2 separate regions of the Arachis hypogaea genome follow, and region 1 is linked to region 2. Evidence: chromatin contacts called from public Hi-C data. All regions are on one chromosome and are shown on one strand. Each heading gives the region's core, a stretch centred on a gene start, on an enhancer-like site or on the middle of the called end of the contact. The rest is flanking DNA. Distances are from core to core; before and after follow the strand shown.

The links. Hi-C and Micro-C count contacts between places; a contact is called where the count stands out from the background.
Region 1: a contact with region 2 is called in a Hi-C map of leaf, with 2.6 times the contacts expected there. The contact joins the promoter of LOC112765693 here to the enhancer-like site in region 2. A contact is called at or near these places in 4 of 8 Hi-C or Micro-C datasets (leaf and an unstated tissue).

What each region holds. Positions count from the first base shown.
Region 1 is chr17:124,299,224-124,303,482 of arahy.Tifrunner.gnm2.J5K5, forward strand. It overlaps LOC112765693 (wall-associated receptor kinase 3-like), which reads left to right and starts at 2,969. Exons shown (of 3, transcript XM_072222282.1): 1 at 2,969-3,913; 2 at 4,185-4,259. The coding sequence starts at 3,778.
Region 2 is chr17:124,249,801-124,253,708 of arahy.Tifrunner.gnm2.J5K5, forward strand. It overlaps the pseudogene LOC112765894. Among protein-coding and RNA genes, the nearest start is that of LOC112766004, 13 kb to the right of the region's middle. Within about 2 kb of position 2,366, at least 1 of the 3 cell types and tissues checked has open chromatin away from gene starts, as enhancers often do.

The DNA of each region.
Region 1 (4,259 bases), core at 1,719-4,218, 50 kb after region 2:
AAAATAAAGGTTAGAACCTTTTTAGAAAATACTATTTGCACACTCACATTTCTAATGACTTTAATTTCTGAGTCTACTAAAAACTTTTTTTTTCGATAAGATTCTTTCCATGCCCTTCGATTTGGTCGAAAGTCTTTGTTTGTTTGCTTTCATTTCTCCGTTTTCATCTTCTTGCATTTGTTTTTTTTTTTAATTCAACTTTTTAAATTTTAGTTCTTTTCTCTTTTCTGTTTGTTTCGTTTAAATAGGGCTGGCAATGGGTAGATCCTACCCTAACCCTATTTGTGAGTTAAAAATTTTATTAAAACTCTACCCTACTTTATTCGTGGGTTGAGAATTTCTCGACCCTAATCCTATTCGCACTCTAAAATTCTAAACTTTACCCTACCCATAGAAATATCAAATTTTTTCAAAATAAATATAAAATTCAATCATTTCAAATTTTATACATATTAATAACATAAAAAATAAAAAATTAATGCTTTAAATTACTAAATTAACTAACTAGTTTTAGTGGTTGTTCACTTATTATAAGTCATTACATGAGAGAGGGTTGTGGATTCAACTCTCACTTCCTTCGCTATATATCTAATTTTTATAAAATATGTGTTATATATGAAATACGGGTAGAGTAAGATAGGATACACCCTAAACTCATACCCTACCCTACCCGTAGACATACTTGAACTGAACCAGACTGTACCCGATTTTTAAAAAAGGATATTTAATACACGTTTCAAAAAATTAGTACTCATTTAAAAGAGAAATAGATTTTGCTCTCAAATTATTAGATATTAAATCAATTTATATTTATTAAAAATTTGCAAAATACAAGAAATGACAACAAAATTTTACGGGATTCTCGGTTAATAAAATGTTTCTCTTCTCGGCTCATCTCTGTTACGATCTATTTATTTCTTTTCGCAGAAGAAACGAATATGCATGAATATTAAACTTTAATTTTATTTTATTTTTTACTCTAGCATTCCTCATTTAATAAAAGGAAGTTTCGAAGAAGGGCTAAAGCCGTGTGGAAAGTTTCGCCGTTGACCAAATGACAATAAGATGTCAAGATCAATGAAATGCTCCTTCTTAAAATACATTCGATCAGCTGAGAATTAATTTTTTTCTTTTTTCTTTTTTTATCAACATTTGATAAATATCTTAATTTTTAGGCTAAGAATACCATACGAGAAAAATTATATTGAAATATAAGATATTTATATTTTTAATATATTAAATATATTTAAATTTTAAAAAGCATTATTATTTTTTAACTAATATCATTAGAATACATTTTAGTTAAATAATTACGTTACATATATAAAAAAAAATCAACTATTAATTAATTACTGTATAACAGAAATATGTATTTGGTGTGTTAAGTGCAATTTACTTTATCATATTCTTGTAATTTTTTTTTTCAAAAGCTCATTGTTATAATTTTCTTTTTCTCAAATAAAAATGTGATTTATGGACGGAGAAATTAAGGAATGCTTTGTTTGCAAGCAATACTAGACCAACTCAACTGACTAGTCACCAAAGAGAAAAGTTTAAAAAAGTTTTAATTTGTCATTATTGCCTTCCTAACTGTTTGATTTGCCGCCAATGAGTAATAGCTCAAATGGCATAGTTTCCCTATACTCAATTAAGAGGTTGCGGGTTCGAATTTCCTATCTTTGGTAAAAAAAAAAAATTGTTTGATTTGCCAGCATTAATAGATAAACTATTTTTAATTTGTCACTATACTAAAATTTAGCTAAAAATAACATTTAATGAAACATATTAAAATTATTAGAATTTAACTAATATGTATTTTTAAAATTATTATCATTAGAAGTTTTTAACTTTTTTATTTTAATAAATACGTAAGAATCATATTGAAAATAAAACTTTGTATCTTTTTAGAGAAACTTAAAATTAATAATTTTAACGCTAAATCTAAAATATTATTATTAGTAAAGTTTTAAAATCTTTTAATTTAAAAAATATATAGCAAATATATTAAAAATTTAAACTCTGTATTTCTTTTATAAATTTTTAATTAATAATTTTATTATAATATATATTAAAAACATATCTTAACAAAACTCTTTTAATGATTCTCTAACGCTAATATAAATATAGACTTAACTAATGCATACCTTAAAAATATACATTAAAATTACTAATTAAAAAGATTTTTATAAAAAGTATATAAAATTTAAATAATACCAAAAAATCAATACTATAATAATCAATTTCAGTCAATATTATAGCTAATTGTCAAATAAATCTAATATAAAATCTATTAAAAATGAATTTTTGTTGAATGTGTTCCAATGTTTCTTTTAATTGAATTTTGGATGCTTTTATTTTAAAATGTTTTTATTATTTTCCTGTGTTGAATATTGGTTATAAATTAGTTATACAATATTGGCTCCTGAAAATTTAGCAGAAAATTTAAGTTTCTAATATGATATGTACTTATTGTATATTTAAAAGAATTAATTTTTTTTATTAATAATAACCTTAATAACAATTCATGTAAAATAATAGTTCAGCTAATCCTTAATTAACTTTTAATATTTGTATATTTTTTCAACAATTGAAAATTACTAAAGGTCCTTTGTATGGTGTCTAAAAATTTTAGACATAAATTTTAAAAATAGAAAAATAAATTCTACTTTTTTTTATCTCTATTTTTAGATAATTTAGACAAAAAAAAATCATAAGTACCAAAAAATTTTGCATTACTAAATTATTATGAATGAGTTAATAATCTCTGTTTTTTACGGTGGAAACTCAGTTGCAGTCAACTTCACATGAAGTTGATATCTGAGAGCTGTTAAATGATTTAACTGATTTGACTAAATTTTCATCTAACGGCTCTCTAATATCAATTTCACCTGAAGTCGACTTATCCGGAGATTTTACCGTTTTTGACACACTTTGATGGATATGTCCAGACTCCAGAGTAATGCAAGGAATGGTAGTACAACTAGTAGCTATACTAACTTTTTTGCAGCATATGCTAAACACTCAACTAAACCGCCCCATGGCTGAGCATTTATCAAAGAAGAAACTCCTTTTCCTCATTTTCTTTTTAGCAGCTCATGCTAATGATGCAGCAACTCAACCCGCCAAACATTGCCTTACCAAATGCGGCCACGTCAGCATTCCCTTCCCGTTTGGCACCACAATGGATTGCTCCCTTGACACCAATTTTCTCATAAATTGCACCAACAATGTTCCATACTTTCCCTTACCAACAAACAATAGAGCCCTAACTCTCCTAAGCATATCCCTGGACGATGCCGAACTCCGCGTTCCGTCGCCGGTAGCTAGCGATTGCTATAGCATCGTCCAGGGAAAACTCAGCCACACTGAAATCGATTACTTTTTTATATCAGGAAGCTTTAGCATCTCATGGACCCGAAACACGTTCACCACAATCGGTTGTAACACACTTGGATTAGTTGTGGGGTATAACAATTTTTCAGCGGAAGAACCGAGACCTTATCCCACAACATGCTTCTCCTTCTGCAACAAACTCCAATATGCGAGTAATGGGTCCTGCACCGGCAGTGGTTGCTGCCGTATTAGTATTCCCCGCCCCGCACATGGGTGGTTAACGTTAACAACAGTGAAGTGATTGACTTCAACCCATGTGGTTATGCGTTCTTGGTGGAAGAAGGTGGCTATGAATTTGAGACGACACACCTGAAGAAGCTGGAGAGTACTGAGTTTCCGGTGGTTCTGGATTGGAGTGTAGGGAACCAAACGTGTATTGAAGCTATGAAGAATCCTTCCAGCTTTGCGTGTAAGGCAGAGAGCAGCACGTGTCACGATTCTGATAAGCGTTCTGGTTATGTTTGCAAATGCCCCTCTGGATTTCAGGGTAACCCTTACCTCCTTCATGGTTGTCAACAAGGTATTATTATTCACCGCTTTATTTTTTTTTAGCTGAACATCCCACACTGCAGCAGCCGTCGAACAGACTAAACTCTAAAACCTCTGAGAATCAAAAAAATAATTTTAATAATTAAAGAAAAATATTAAATAATATTAATTAATCAAGAGGTTTCTTTTTTATACATTTTCATTATTATTATTTCTCTGGTTCAAATATAAATACCGTGAGTATGTTGTTTCTTCTCCCTTAAGTGAATAGGTGATGATGATGACAAGTTTTCATATTTTAGATGTTGATGAATGCGGGGGAACCAATGATTGCTTCCATGAAGCAAAATGCCAGAACATACCTGGCGGCTACAATT
Region 2 (3,908 bases), core at 1,116-3,615:
TTTTACATTGTTTAAGAATATATATGGTTAAAAAGATTTCACAAATATCCTTCATTTATTAGATAATTTTTGAAATTCAGTTAAATTGGCCCACTCTTAGGATGTCTTTGTCTTTTTTAATTCTTTGTATTAGGTTATATTATATTAATCAAATTTTTAGTAATAATTGCAGATATTGCAGTATAGTTCAAACCAAATAGAACTACAACATTATAATCTCTCTCTCTCTCTCGAAATTAATTGTCTCTTTATTTTTTTGGATCTATTAAAAAATTGATATATGTACATGTTTTATAATTTTTCAATAAAAAATAAATAAAATCCTCTAATTTGATAAAAAAAAAAAAAGAATATTACATAAATTATAAAAGAAGACGCTTTGTCATGTAAAATTGTCACTGTTTCCGAAGAAGTGGTTGCAGTTTGGTACAGCCTAAGACAAAAAGAAGTATAGAAGCACATTCTTAGGCTTTCCTTTTTGGTTGTGATCTTCAGTTCTTGATTGGGAGCAGAGGATAATGCTAGGTAACCAATAACTATTTTGAATAAAATGAATAATTACCAATTAAATTAAAATACATTATACTTCCAAATTATCCACCTAAATCTTAATATTAGAATAACCATCCACACACTTAGTAAAATAAACATCCGATATATCTATTGTTCATATTGTTTAGTATTTTCATTGTTTACCTATACTTTTCCGAAGACTAATGGCAATACATGCATGCTGCGCCGAAAACATGGTTGCTCTAAATTTCTTTGTTTTTGACTACTTTCATATTTTACATACAGATATAATCTTTCTGCATTTTCATTTGGTCTTTTGATTTAGGCACCTATTGAACTTTCTTAGAGATTTGATTTTGATTGATTTCTTTTCATGCAGATTTCATTTTTCATTATTATTCTTCGGGTGACACACAAAAAACATGATTCATTGGAGAAAACAGATACTTCTCTCAAGTTTTCAGCTGATTATTAATATATTCTGCCCCTTCACAAAGATATCTTCGTGGAAAATTATGGCGGTTTATAGGGGTAGCTTCATGGAAGTCCATTATATTTTTAAATGTTTTGTTTTATGTAAATCATAAAAAAATGAATATTGGACTATTAATTCATTTGATTAGATTAATTCTATTTATTTATTAATTTATTTATTTTAATTTCATCAATTACAAATTGAATAAATTCAAATATATTGAGGACAAATGTTACAATTAAATCATAATACAAAAATACTATGTGCATACAGAAAATCAACTACTATATAATTGCATGTGAATATATGTATTATTTAAATTATTTTTAATGTATATTTTATATTTTATTATATATTTTTTATAAATAATTAATTTGATAATTATTTTTTTTTTCACATCCAACATAATTGATTATAATAATATATAGACGCACTTTTTTTCATCCAAAGGCAAAAAGTGGTTGGTGATAGCAGCCATATGACACAGTTTTAAGCAATTTTTCCTTGCAATTGTCTGGCATCCAAATTATGGAGCATCTGCTCATATGTTATACCTAATCAATAATCATCATACTTGTTCAATTTTATTTTATAGTTGGGGGGAAAATTCATTGATTTTGTTTTTTATCAAGGGAATATATAATTTTACGATTTTGTCAAAGAATCATCTATTTTTTCTAACAATTAGTCAATAAAGTAATGAATAAGTAAATATTAAAGAAAAAAATAGAAAAAGGAACATGTTAGCTGATTATTAGCTAAAAAAATTTAATTTTCAATCTTTTCTTATAATTTTGCATGAAAGGTTATGCAAAAATCAGAAAATTTTTCATAAAAAATATTTTTCAAAACAAATAAAAATATATAAAAAAATATTATATGTATACTAAAAATCAGACACTAAATTAATTACTATATATATATATATATTGTTTTTATCTATAATGAATGGTTATTAAAAATTTTTTAATAAAATTTGTTTAGTTTAATTTGACTAGATTGGTTAAAATTATTTAAGATATATGAAATTATAATTTAAAATTAAACATTAATTAATTTAAAGTAATAAAAATACTAAAGCACATTGATTTTGAAAGTGGAGTGCAAAGCCTTAAATATTGCAATATTTAGCGTGAGATTAATGGTGTCAATCTATTCCTACTAAGTAGTTGATACCAACGATAACACTACAAATAATCTACAGTATATGTACATTTTATGGTTTCAACTTGAATAAATTATTATTTTTATCCATAAAAAAATAAAAAATTAACAAAATTATCCATAAAAGAATTATCTATAAAGAAACTTTTGTTTCTTCAAAGTATCCAATTGTTAATTGTCTCCGTCAGCTTCGCCCTCAGGCTGCCACTGCCTCAACAACCTTCCGACCTACACTATCAGTGTCCAATGCACCACTCAAAGCTTGTGGTGGTTACTGGTTAGTTTAGTTTACTCTCAAATTATCCTCAAACTTGCAAGATCCTCTCAATCGAAGTCTCATGGCTTATGCACAAGTTAATGATTGATATTAATATGTTGGTAAAAACTCGTGTATATTTGTCTTCATGTGAAGTTGAAGTTGAAAACTGTTAAATAATTTGATAAGTTTGGCTAAATATGAAGATCTTCGTAAAGATTTTCATCTATCAACTTCATTTAATGGCCCTCAACTATGAACTTCACATGAAAACAACTGTTTCAGCTAATATGTTATCTTGTGAGAAGTTACAGCGGGAAATTGATGGTGGCTTCTTCACAATGAACATTTGCAGCTATCCTCCTTACTATTAAACGTGTGAAATTACGAAATTACACACGTGGTAAACTTCAAAATCAAGTATTTTTATACTTTATAATAGTTATTTGCAATTCGCTCCTGGCGTATCGCATATTTGCATAATAGTCCCACATCTAAGTAAAACACCAAATTCTCTAACATTCCCGATATTTCACACTTTAGAGTCCCCAATTTACTAACTAACCTTAACATTTGTAAGGCTAATTTATTGAATAGTGTTCTACCTTTCAGGGTAGCACAGTAAAGACTTGCACATCTTTCATTGCAGGGCTCCTCACTGAGTATTGAAATGTCCATCCATGGCAAGCTCCGGTGTTCCCCCTTTTTGTTAACAGCAACAATGGCTCCCATAAAATCTGGAAACTTTCTTGCTACTCCCCCTATTGCATCTTTCGCAGCAAGTTCCGGATTCATTCCCAACCTCATGCTTTCAACAACTTGATAACTGAAATTGAATATGGTTGTTGTTAATCTTGATATTTGTAAAAGAAAACACACTAAGAGGAAACACATACAAACTAGAAATTAAAGCTGTAACTACACAAGGACGATGACTACTATGACAACAACAAAGCCTTGTGTCACTACGAGGGGTTAGATATATGAATCAAACCCCGGCAAATTGCCCTATAAATCTGTGTGTAAACCATACTATAGAATTACCAACACAGTAGTGTCTATTTTCAGTTCAAGCTGTATGGAAGTGGGGAAAAGGGTTTCCATTTACATTTCCAGATGATGGATTAGGTGTGTTCACCATAATGGTAAATTCTCAAGATTAACAAATTTTAACAAAGTTGTCAAAAACGTGTAACAATAACTAAGTCTTGCTCTATTAAATGGAGTCAGCTATATCGATCAAACGACACTGCAATACCCTATCATAATCATCATCAGTGTTTAAACCATTTATTTTTAGATCTCTTTTAATAATTTCCTCATTACATGACATACCTTCTCTGAATATATTCATACCATGTAAGATATGATTCTATCACCTTTTCAATAGTTGACACTGCAAGACACTCTCTGATGCAATCTTTCCTAATCCTAGCTAATCTTGTGTGACTACTCGTCCATCTAAGCATCCTAGGCTTCGTAACATTAAGGTTATGTTTA